2 separate regions of the Sus scrofa genome follow, and region 2 is linked to region 1. Evidence: chromatin contacts called from public Hi-C data. All regions are on one chromosome and are shown on one strand. The core of a region is the stretch at or near the end of the contact, and the rest is flanking DNA. Distances in the headings are between cores, read along the strand shown.

Region 1 (4,942 bases), core at 1,182-3,681:
GTAGGAGGGTTCCCTTTTCTCCACACCTTCTCCAGCATTTGCTGTTTGTAGACTTATCGATGACAGCCATTCTGAGTGGTGTGAGGTGGTATCTCACTGTAGTTTTTTGATTTGCATTTCTCTAATAATTAGTTGAGCATTTTATCATCTTGCCTGTAAATATAGAACTACCATATGATCCAGCAATTCCACTCCTGGCCATATATCCAAACAAAATTTTCATTGAAAAAGATGCCTGCAACCGTATGTTCATTGCAGCACTATTCACAATAGCTGAGATATGAAAACAACCTAAATGTCCATTGAGGAGTTCCCCTTGTGGCTCAGCAGAAATTAATCTGACTAGTGTCCATGAGAATGTTCAATCTCTGGCCTTGCTCAGTGGGCACAGGATCTGGTGTTTCCATAAGTTGTGTAGGTTGCAGACGCAGCTAGGAACCCATGTTGCTGTGGCTGTGGCGTAGGCCAGCAGCTGTGGCTCCAATTTGATCCCAGCCTTAAAAAGCAAAACAAGGATTTCCTGTTATAGCACAGCGGAAACAAATCTGACTAGGAAACATGAGGTTGCAGGTTTGATCCCTGGCCTTGCTCAGTGGGTTAAGGATCCAGCGTTGCCATGAGCTGTGATGTAGTTCGAAGATGTGACTCAGATCTGATGTTGCTGTGGCTCTGGCGTAGGCCAGCAGCTGTAGCTCCAATTGGATCCCTAGCCTGGGAACCTCCATATGCCGTGGGTGCAGCCCTGAAAAGACAAAAGACAACGAAAGCAAAACAAAACAAAAATAAATAAATAAATATCAACAGATGAATGGATTAAGAAAATGTGGTACATATACACATGGAATACTACTCGACCATAAAAAAAAAAAAAACAAAATAATGCCACTTGCAGCAACATGGATGGAAATAGAATTTTCATACTAAAGGAAGTAAGTGAGAAAGAGAAAGACAAATACCATATAATATTACCTATATCTGGAATCTAAAATATGGCACAGATGAACCTATCCCCACAGAAAAAAACTCATGGACATAGAGAACAGACTTGTTGTTGCCAAAGAGTGGGACGGGAGTGGGATGGACTTGGAGTTTGGGGTTAGTAGATGCAGACTATTTCATCTGGAGTGGATAAGCAATGAGGTCCTGCTGTATAGCACAGGGAACTATATCTAGTCACTTGTGGTGGAATAAGATGAAGGATAATGTGAGAAAAAGAATGTATGTATATGTGTGTGTGTGTGTTAACACATATACATATATATATATGACTGGATCACTTTGCCATTCAGCAGAAATTGACAGCAACATTGTAAATCAACTATAATTAAAACAAAACAAAACAAAACGAAAACCTTGCTGGGCCAAACGAAACCTGTCCTTGGGCCATACTATTCCAAGGGGCCACCGAGATCATCACTGTCTTCTCATTTTTCAAATCCCCACCACATGGACAGTTGATCTCACTCCCGCAGAGCTGGGATAAGCCTTCTGAAGATGGTTAACATGGATGGAAACCCACAGAAGCATGTGAGAGCATGCCTCCAATTATTCCAGGGTGGATCCAAAACAAGGACCATATTGCTTCACCCCTGTATTCTATGTCCTAAGCTTATTTGCAAATAGTAGGCATTGGGATCTCACAGGAAGCACGTCACACCAATGGGAGTGATAATATTTAACAATCACCAAGGGCTCCTGCTGGGTTAGGCACTCTTCTGAGAGTTTGCCATCTGCTGTTTCATTTGCTCTTCCCAGCTCACCCGTGACGTCAGTCCTGTCATTATCCCAATTTTACAGGTGAGAGAAGGGAGGCTCGAGTCACACAGGCGGTGAAGGGAAGATTCCATGGCTACAAAGTCCACAATTTTAACCAAAATGTAAATACTTATGATAAAGCAAGAGTGAGTCAGTAGTTCCAGGGTTGTGCAATCGGGTGGAGGGAAGAAACTGATTATAGGTAATATTTAACAGGGAATTTCTGCTGGCAGAGATAGGCCCTGGTAGCGTTCTAGAGAGAATAAGAGCAGTGAGTCCGGGGAAGTTTCACTAGGAGCTTGGGTGGGTGGGTGTGTGGGGATGGAGTGTGGTCTGACCAGGGGTGGGTGGAGGCAGCATTGAGACCATTCTCTCTGTCTCTCTCTGGCTTCCCCCCCTCCACCCGCATCTGTCAACTGACGCAAATCCAAACTAAAAACTAAACTAAACCTAGAAAAAATAGTGTATTTCATATATTGGAAGCACATTTGATTTTCTCTCCATCTCCCACCCCATTCCCAGGGGTCTGGCCTCTATCATGTTAGTGAAATAGAAATGTAAACATTAGTCACATGGAGAAAAGTACTGAGACTGCTTCCCTTTACCCACCCCCCACCCCCGAGGTATGTATGCTCTACAGGGCGGGTTTGTTTGTGTTGTGGATATTTCTTTCAGAGGGAGGGGCCAGAATAGATCAGAAAGGGTGAACCCCCAACCACAAAGGGGCCTCAAGAGGCAGAGCCTAGAGCTGCTCTGCCTACCTCTGCAGGTAGGGTCAGGGTGAATTCCAGCACCCACGTTGGCAACAACAAACAGATTCTTCCCCTCATTCCTAATGTTACTCTGGGATGGTAAATTTCATGTGTCACTTTGGCTAGGTTATAAGGCCCATAGATTTAGTCAAACATTAGTCTAGGTGTTTCTGGGATAGTAATTTTAAGCTGAAATTACATGGAATTCAGTAGACTTTGAGTAAAGCAGATTTTTCTTCTTAATGTGGGTTGTGGTAGATCTCATTCCATCATCTGAAGGCCTGAGTGGAAAAAGACTGCCCTCCCTAGAAGGAGAGAGAAGACCTTTGAACTTGCACTATAAGTCCTATAATGCCTTCCTGGTCTGCAGTTTGCCAGCCTACTCATAGATTTTGGACTTTCCAAGCCTCTACAATTGTGTGAGCCAATGTCTTAATCTCCCTCTCTCTCTGTCTGTCTCTCTCTGTTGGTTGGTCTCCTGTTTCCCTAGAGATCTTTGACAAATACCCACACCATTTTAACACTTCTAAGGTGTAGGTTTTTGTCAACATCCTTGAAATCATTAGGCATCTCAAGTTGATTTTGTTTTAAGTGAAATATGATTGTTCTTAGTATTTGATAGTGTATTGAACTTCCCCCCAGCTAGATATAAATTTGGAACATGCAGACCAAGAGTTTGCTGTATTGAGCCACCTGTTATATAATAACCATCATTTATGATTTAGGTCCCCATGCAATGACTTCTCTCCAAGGATCTAGAAACTCTGTAAAGTTTTAACCAATTAGTTTCCAACTGCCATCTGTAAGCTCTGTAAAATAAGTTTTTTCTTAGGGGATGCAAAATATGAACCTTTTGAGGTTGATAGAGCCTAAAAAGAATGTTCTGAAAGGAGAGAAAAGAAAATAGACTATATGTTTCCTCAAATAAGACTTATTACACTATTTAATCCCCGCTGTCCTTTCAGCCCAAGTTTATAGCATTTTAATCAATTACTGTGCCTTCTTTATTCTACTTCAAGTAGCCTTTTGTTTTTCTACCTGGTATATTTTCAAAAGAACTGGAAAACTGGCCAATATTACAACACTTTCAATTTTCTTACACGAGACCAGCAGCTCCTGGAAGGTAGAACAAGTCTTAGGTGTGCATGTATCTCTTGTACTCAGCATGTGCACACGAGTATTTGAACAGTTGTCAGCACATGCATGTCATGAAATATATAGACTACAGTGTGATGTGCTGGCAAAAGTCCAGGCATCAAAGGGAGACCTGAGAATCTAGGTACTCAAATGGGAGTATATATTTACACACACATATAGCCTATAAGTGTATGTAAGTCTATATGTTTGAGTGAAAGAGAGAGAGAGGAGCTGAGTGAATGAGAGAGATTGTTTCTTCTAGGTTGTGAATGCCTTGAAGGTGGTTTAGTCAAAAATAGAATAGGTGTGGTGCCATCAAAACACCAGTTTATATTGGTTCTGCCACAGACAGGCTATGTGACTTTGGCATATTACTTAACTTTTCTGATCTTCTGTTTTTGTACTTGGAAAGTGAACATTATGATACCAGTGTTGGAGAATTTTGTAAGGCTTAAAGGTAACTTCTGAAAGAAACAGTCACATGATATGCTCATAGAAATAGTAGCCCTCATCACTTCTGTCACCTTTCCTGCTGTTTCTGCTGCTGCACCAGGCCAGAGCCTTGCAGTTGGAAGACACTCAGTCATGTTTGCTGAATGAATCACAAAGAAATGTCTTAAAAACCCACACATACTATTTTTGGCTCTCTATACAAAATGCAATAAATTTTACAGCCTGACTCTTATAGTGACAAAGAAAAGAATCATTCATGACGTGATACTTTTTTTATCCCAAATTTTCAATATTTTCAACTCAGGAATCATCAGCTTCATTGTATTATTCATGGTCTAATCTCTTTCATTTATAAAAGTCATCTTCATTTAAATGACAGCAACAACAAACCAATGAACAGAACTCCAGATGCTTTAGTTAAACCACAGAACCTATGTCAAGTTTATGGTGTTATTAGTTTGAATTTTCACATGCGGAACCAAAATGTTCATTTGTAATTTTTAAGAGATACTCGCATCACAGACATTCTAGTGCCAAAATTATTTCCTCTCTCATTTCTTTCTTTCCTTCTTTTTTTCTCTTGTCTCTTCCCCTCCTCACCATCTGTTTGTTCAGGAGGTCAGTGAATGAATCAAACAGCAGGCTGTCGAACTCTAGATGACATGTTACTTTCAGCCACATCTGAAATGAATTGAAAGTTGAAAAGGCCACATAACATCAATCAGTGTTCATACTGTTCTTGATGAAAGATGGTCAGGTGTCAGAAGGGCCTTTTGTAACATACTCTCCCAGGAACCATCAGTCCCAACATCCACATGTATGTGAAACGTGGGCAGCCATTTTGC
Region 2 (4,942 bases), core at 1,183-3,682, 190 kb before region 1:
CCCCAATATTGTTACCCCCAAAATACCAAAGATATGTAGTCAGCCCTCTCATCCTTGTCTCCAGTTCTGGAAGCCAGAAGCTAATCCCTAGGACCACCCCTCCCCGCAACACACCCCCAGCCTTCCTTTGGTTCAGGTCTCCAGTCCATCCCCACAGCATCTGAGACCAAGACTCCTCTTTTACTGCCCTATTTTTACCTCTTTCCCATCTCATTCCTTCAGGAAAAAAATTGGTTCTACAAAGTCAACTACCACTTGAGAAAATGAACCAACTTCACAGAGCACTAGAAGAATGACAGCTGATATTGATCAGTTCTGATCAATACACCGACGTACTCTGTCCTATATGCTTTACCCGAATTAACTCACTTTCCTCTCACAGTAACCCTATGATGTAAATGTTCCTATTTCCCCAAATTTTGAAGATGTGAAAATGGGCACCAGAAAATTCAATGATTTTCCTAAGGCTGTCTGCGGAGTAGAAGGGCCATGCTACCAAGCCAGTCAGGCTGCCCTGTAGTCTCTCCTTCCTCCATTGCCTCTAACAAGTTGATACCTAGATTGGATAGGTTCATCAGCCAAAGGCAGTCTCCTAAATCTGCCTTAACCCCAGAGACTACTCTCCCAAGAGGATTTTGGAGCTGAGCATGAGGGAATAGGCAGCCTTCCTGGGGGTGGGGTGAGGGGGACACTTTGAGTAAAAGGCTGTCCCACAGTGGTCAGTGTGGCACCTGGAGGCCTTGAGGGGAAAGTCTCTGTTCATAAGAGACACATATTGTTTCTTGATCAGTTAGAAATGGGCAGCCTTTTAGGCCTCACTATCTAGAGCTGGCTCACCTTACTCTGGTGGATGGTCCTCCACTGGGCCCACCTGGGGGGCTTGGTCACAGCAGGAATGGGGTGAATCCAAGGGAAGATCGTGACCAGGAGTTATCAAATTACAGCCTGGGCTTGTGACGCAGCCACTCAGAAGCCAAGCATTTCAGAGAACATCCACTCCTTTGTCAAATGGGGAAGAAGAGGCTGGAGATGGCTCATTATCCCGGGTTTTTGGAGCTGCAGAGCCCTTCAGGAATGGAACAGATCATGTCCAACTGGGTTACTGAGGATAAATACACTAAAACTGCCAGGATGAGCTTGGGGTTTTGACTTTTGTGGATGTGCCTGTCCTCCCGAAGAAACTATGTAGAACGTGTCACAAGAAGGCTTTACCTGTGAGCCCATACCAAATAAGTGATGGCAGAGCCAGTTGTAAGAGCAGCTTCTATGCGAATAGACTTAGCGATGATCATACCAAGTGAAGTAAATCAAGAAAGTAAATATGGTATGATATCACTTCTATGTAGAATCTAAAAGTAGGAGTTCCCTGGTGGTGCAGTGGGCTAAGGATCTGAGAAGATCTAGCATTGTCACCGCAGTGGCTAGGGTTGCTGCTGTGGCATGGGTTCATACCCGGCCCAGGAACTTCCACATGCCATGGGTGCAGCCAAAAAGTAAAAATAAATAAATAAATGGACAAAAATAAAGAAATCATACAAATAAACTTATGTTCAAAACAGAGACTCAGAGATATAGAAAATGAACTTTTGGTTGCCAAAATGGAAGGGGGTGGGTAGGGATAAATGAGGAGTTTGGTGTTAATAGATGCTTACTACCATATGTAAAATAAACAGGAGGAGTTCCCGTTGTGGCACAGTGGAAACGAATCCGACTAGTAACTGTGAGGTTGTGGGTTCAATCCTGGCCTTCCTTAATGGGTTAAGGATCCGGTGTTGCTGTGAGCTATAGTGCAGGTCGCAGCCGTGGCTCAGATCTGACTTTGCTGTGGCTGTGGTGTAGGCCAGCAGCTACAGCTCTGATTTGACCCCTAGCCTGAGAACCTCCATTTGTCGCAGGTGCGGCCCTACAAAGCAAAAAAAAAAAAAAAAAACAACAAGGACTTACTGTATAGCACAGGGAACTATATCCAATATCTTACAATAGTCCAAAATGGAAAAGAATCTGAAAAACTATATATAATTATTACATAAAATCTGAATTGCTTTGATGTACACCTGAAACACATTATAAGTCAGCTATACTTTAAAAAAAAAAAAAAATTCCAGCAAGTTTCAAAAAGCAAAAAAAAAAAACAAAACAAAACCAAGAAAACCAGCTTCCTTGGCATTCCTAAGCTTTCTGGCATCCCACTCCCTCCAGTGGGCTCTGGAGCTGACTGGCTGAGATTCTAAACAACAAAGAAAACGTAGCCTCTCCCTGGGACAAAGACAGTGGCCTCAGGCACCTGGAATGGCAAAAATCTGTGCCCTGTAGCAGTACTTCGAGGATAACAACAGGGTGAATTCAGTTACTGTAAGAACAGCGTCAGTCATTCCTACCTCTTTTGCAAGGAGAGCTTTAACCTCTGGGCTGGCTGTTCAGTTGAACTTTCCTCTCACACATGATTCTTTACTACTGATATTTGACCTTTAACTTGGATAAGCTAGGTAAAAGGATCCTAAGGTGTTTCACAGGTTTGCTGGTTTGTTTGTTTTGTTTTCTTTCTGCAAACACAAGGCTCCATTCCCCATAAATAAGGCGATTTGGAGATAAACTGAAATAGATTTTCTAGGACTTCAGAGGTGGCAGGAACCTTTCAGAATTCTCAGATATCCTGTGAAATGTGCTTTACGATCCATTGCACAGGACAGAATCCACCAGGCTGCCCAAACCCACGTCTTCTACACTTACCAGTAGGATGAAGCTAGACCCTCTGATGATGTGACTGAACTAAAGGCTGATAGGAAGACTGTAGAAGGGGTCATGAATGTGGGTGGGGCTTACAGTGGAGCTTCTGGGAAGTCCCCTGTGTCTTTCCTTTCTCTCTTCCTTTCTCCCTCTCTTCCATCCCACTGTTACCTGTGGTTGGGAAAGACTGAAAGATGTGAAAGCTGAGTTTTAAGTCCTATTTAAATGCTATGAGCTTTACTTTTCCCGGTTTGCTAAGGTCTTTCTTGCATGTAAGATGGAAATGACACTCACCTCACAGGTTAATTGTGAAGATTATGTGAGAGAACATTTCGGAGGTTGAGAATAATTGCTTGATGCATAGTAAATACTCAATAGCTAGAGACACTTATTCCTCTCTTGTTCAGATGATGCTAGAAACCCTTTAATTTTGAAGAAAAAGCCTTTCAATTAGAGATAAGCAATAAAATTTCAAGTTGATATGTTACTATAGAGTCTACATCAAATTTGGACGACAGTGGAGCAGAGGCCCAGGTGTCTTAGAGATTTCCAACAGACAGTGACTCTGGATGCCACACTTCATGTGTTAAATTTCACCAGTTCTGGGAGTTGTGGCTCAGCGGCTAACGAACCTGAGTAGTATCCATAAGGATGAAGGTTCGAAGCCTGGCCTCGCTCAGTGGGTTAAGGATCTGACATTGCTGTGAGTTGTGGTGTAGGTTGCAGACGAGGCTCGGCTCCCATGCTGCTGCACCTGTGGCGTAGGCTGGTGGCTTCAGCTCTGATTTAACCCCTAACCTGGGAACTTCCATATACCACAGGTGTGGCCCTAAAAAGACAATAATGTAAAATAAAATAAAGTAAATAAGTGTCACCAGTTCTGCAAGGACACTCAGTTGAGGGGTTGTGAAGAGAACTCAATCAGCTGGGTTAGTTCTAGCTAAAGAAATAATCAAGCTAGGGTTCTCACCTTTCGCCAACTATATTTTTAAGAGATGAAGATAACATGTTAAGGTAATATTTTGAAGTGTTTTATTACTTTTAAAAATATGTTATCTCATTAATAGAGAATAAGTTACCAGAAAAGAAGGATAAAATAAAATGTTAAGGCAATAAACATTGCATATATATATATATATATATATATATATATATATATATTTTTTTTTTTTTTTTTTTTTTTTTGCTTTTTAGGGCCACACCCACAGGTGCCATAGGGAGGTTCCTAGGCTAGGGGTCTAATCCAAGCTATAGCTGCTGGCCTACACCACAGCCACAGCAACACCAGATCTGAGCCACGTCTAGGACCTACACCACAGCTCATGACAACACCGTATCCTTAACCCACTGAGCGAGGACTGGGATTGAACCTGCAACCTCATAGTTCCTAGTCAGATTCATCTCTGCTGCGCCACAATGGGAACTCCAACATCACTGATGTTGATTGAACTCGTATGCTTGCCAAACAGGTTCCAAGCATTTTTCATGTGTGACTCTATCCCATCTCACATTATCATGTTGGATACCCTTATTGTTTTAGCTATGCAGCTAAGGAAACTAACTTGCTCACGGTCACAAAGCTAGCACACAGTCTTGGCCACTACACTACCTGCCTGGTCTTTAGTTGCAAGGTATTAACTAAACAGATGGAATAGTTATCCCTAGAAGTGTTTTATTCAATGTAAAAGGCATCTTTTTTAACCAACAGGGCTTAGATTTTAGGTCTTTACCACATAGTGTGAAATGGCAGTTGGTCATTGTCTTCATAATCATATAATTTTAAAGCTCAAAAAGATAGGGACCATCTAACTAAGTCTCTAATTTTCCTGATTGAGAAATTAAGAGATTATATAGTTAATTAGTAGCAGATCTGGGACTAAATTTTGGGCTTCCTAACTTTCTATATTTAAATTCAGGGCTCTCCCACTCTTTTCTACTGTATTATTGTATTTTATTTTTATGCCCTTTTACCAACTTCCCTGTTTCCCAGCAGCCCCTGGCAACCATTTTTTGCTCTCTATAAATGTGACATTGCCTTTTGTATGTGTGTTTGTGTTTGTCTTTCTCTGTCTGACTTACTTCATTTAGCTTAATGCCCTCAAGTTCCGTCCATGCTATAAATGGCAGTATTTCCTTCTTTCTTATAGCCAAATAATACATATATCACGTATTTATCCATTCATCCATTGACAGACAGGTTATCTCCATAGCTTGG

The links. Hi-C and Micro-C count contacts between places; a contact is called where the count stands out from the background.
Region 2: a Hi-C map of liver shows a contact between it and region 1, with 4 times the contacts expected there. The contact joins two enhancer-like sites. A contact is called at or near these places in 6 of 47 Hi-C or Micro-C datasets (alveolar macrophages, embryonic fibroblasts, liver and 1 more).

The regions. Positions count from the first base shown.
Region 1 is chr1:84,328,505-84,333,446 of Sscrofa11.1, reverse strand. No RefSeq gene overlaps it. Among named protein-coding and RNA genes, the nearest start is that of RPL18, 47 kb to the left of the region's middle. Within about 2 kb of position 2,431, at least 14 of the 83 cell types and tissues checked have an H3K27ac peak or open chromatin away from gene starts, as enhancers often do. A contact at or near this core is called in liver, where this site is marked.
Region 2 is chr1:84,513,896-84,518,837 of Sscrofa11.1, reverse strand. No RefSeq gene overlaps it. Among named protein-coding and RNA genes, the nearest start is that of FAM46A, 29 kb to the left of the region's middle. Within about 2 kb of position 2,432, at least 6 of the 83 cell types and tissues checked have an H3K27ac peak or open chromatin away from gene starts, as enhancers often do. A contact at or near this core is called in liver, where this site is marked.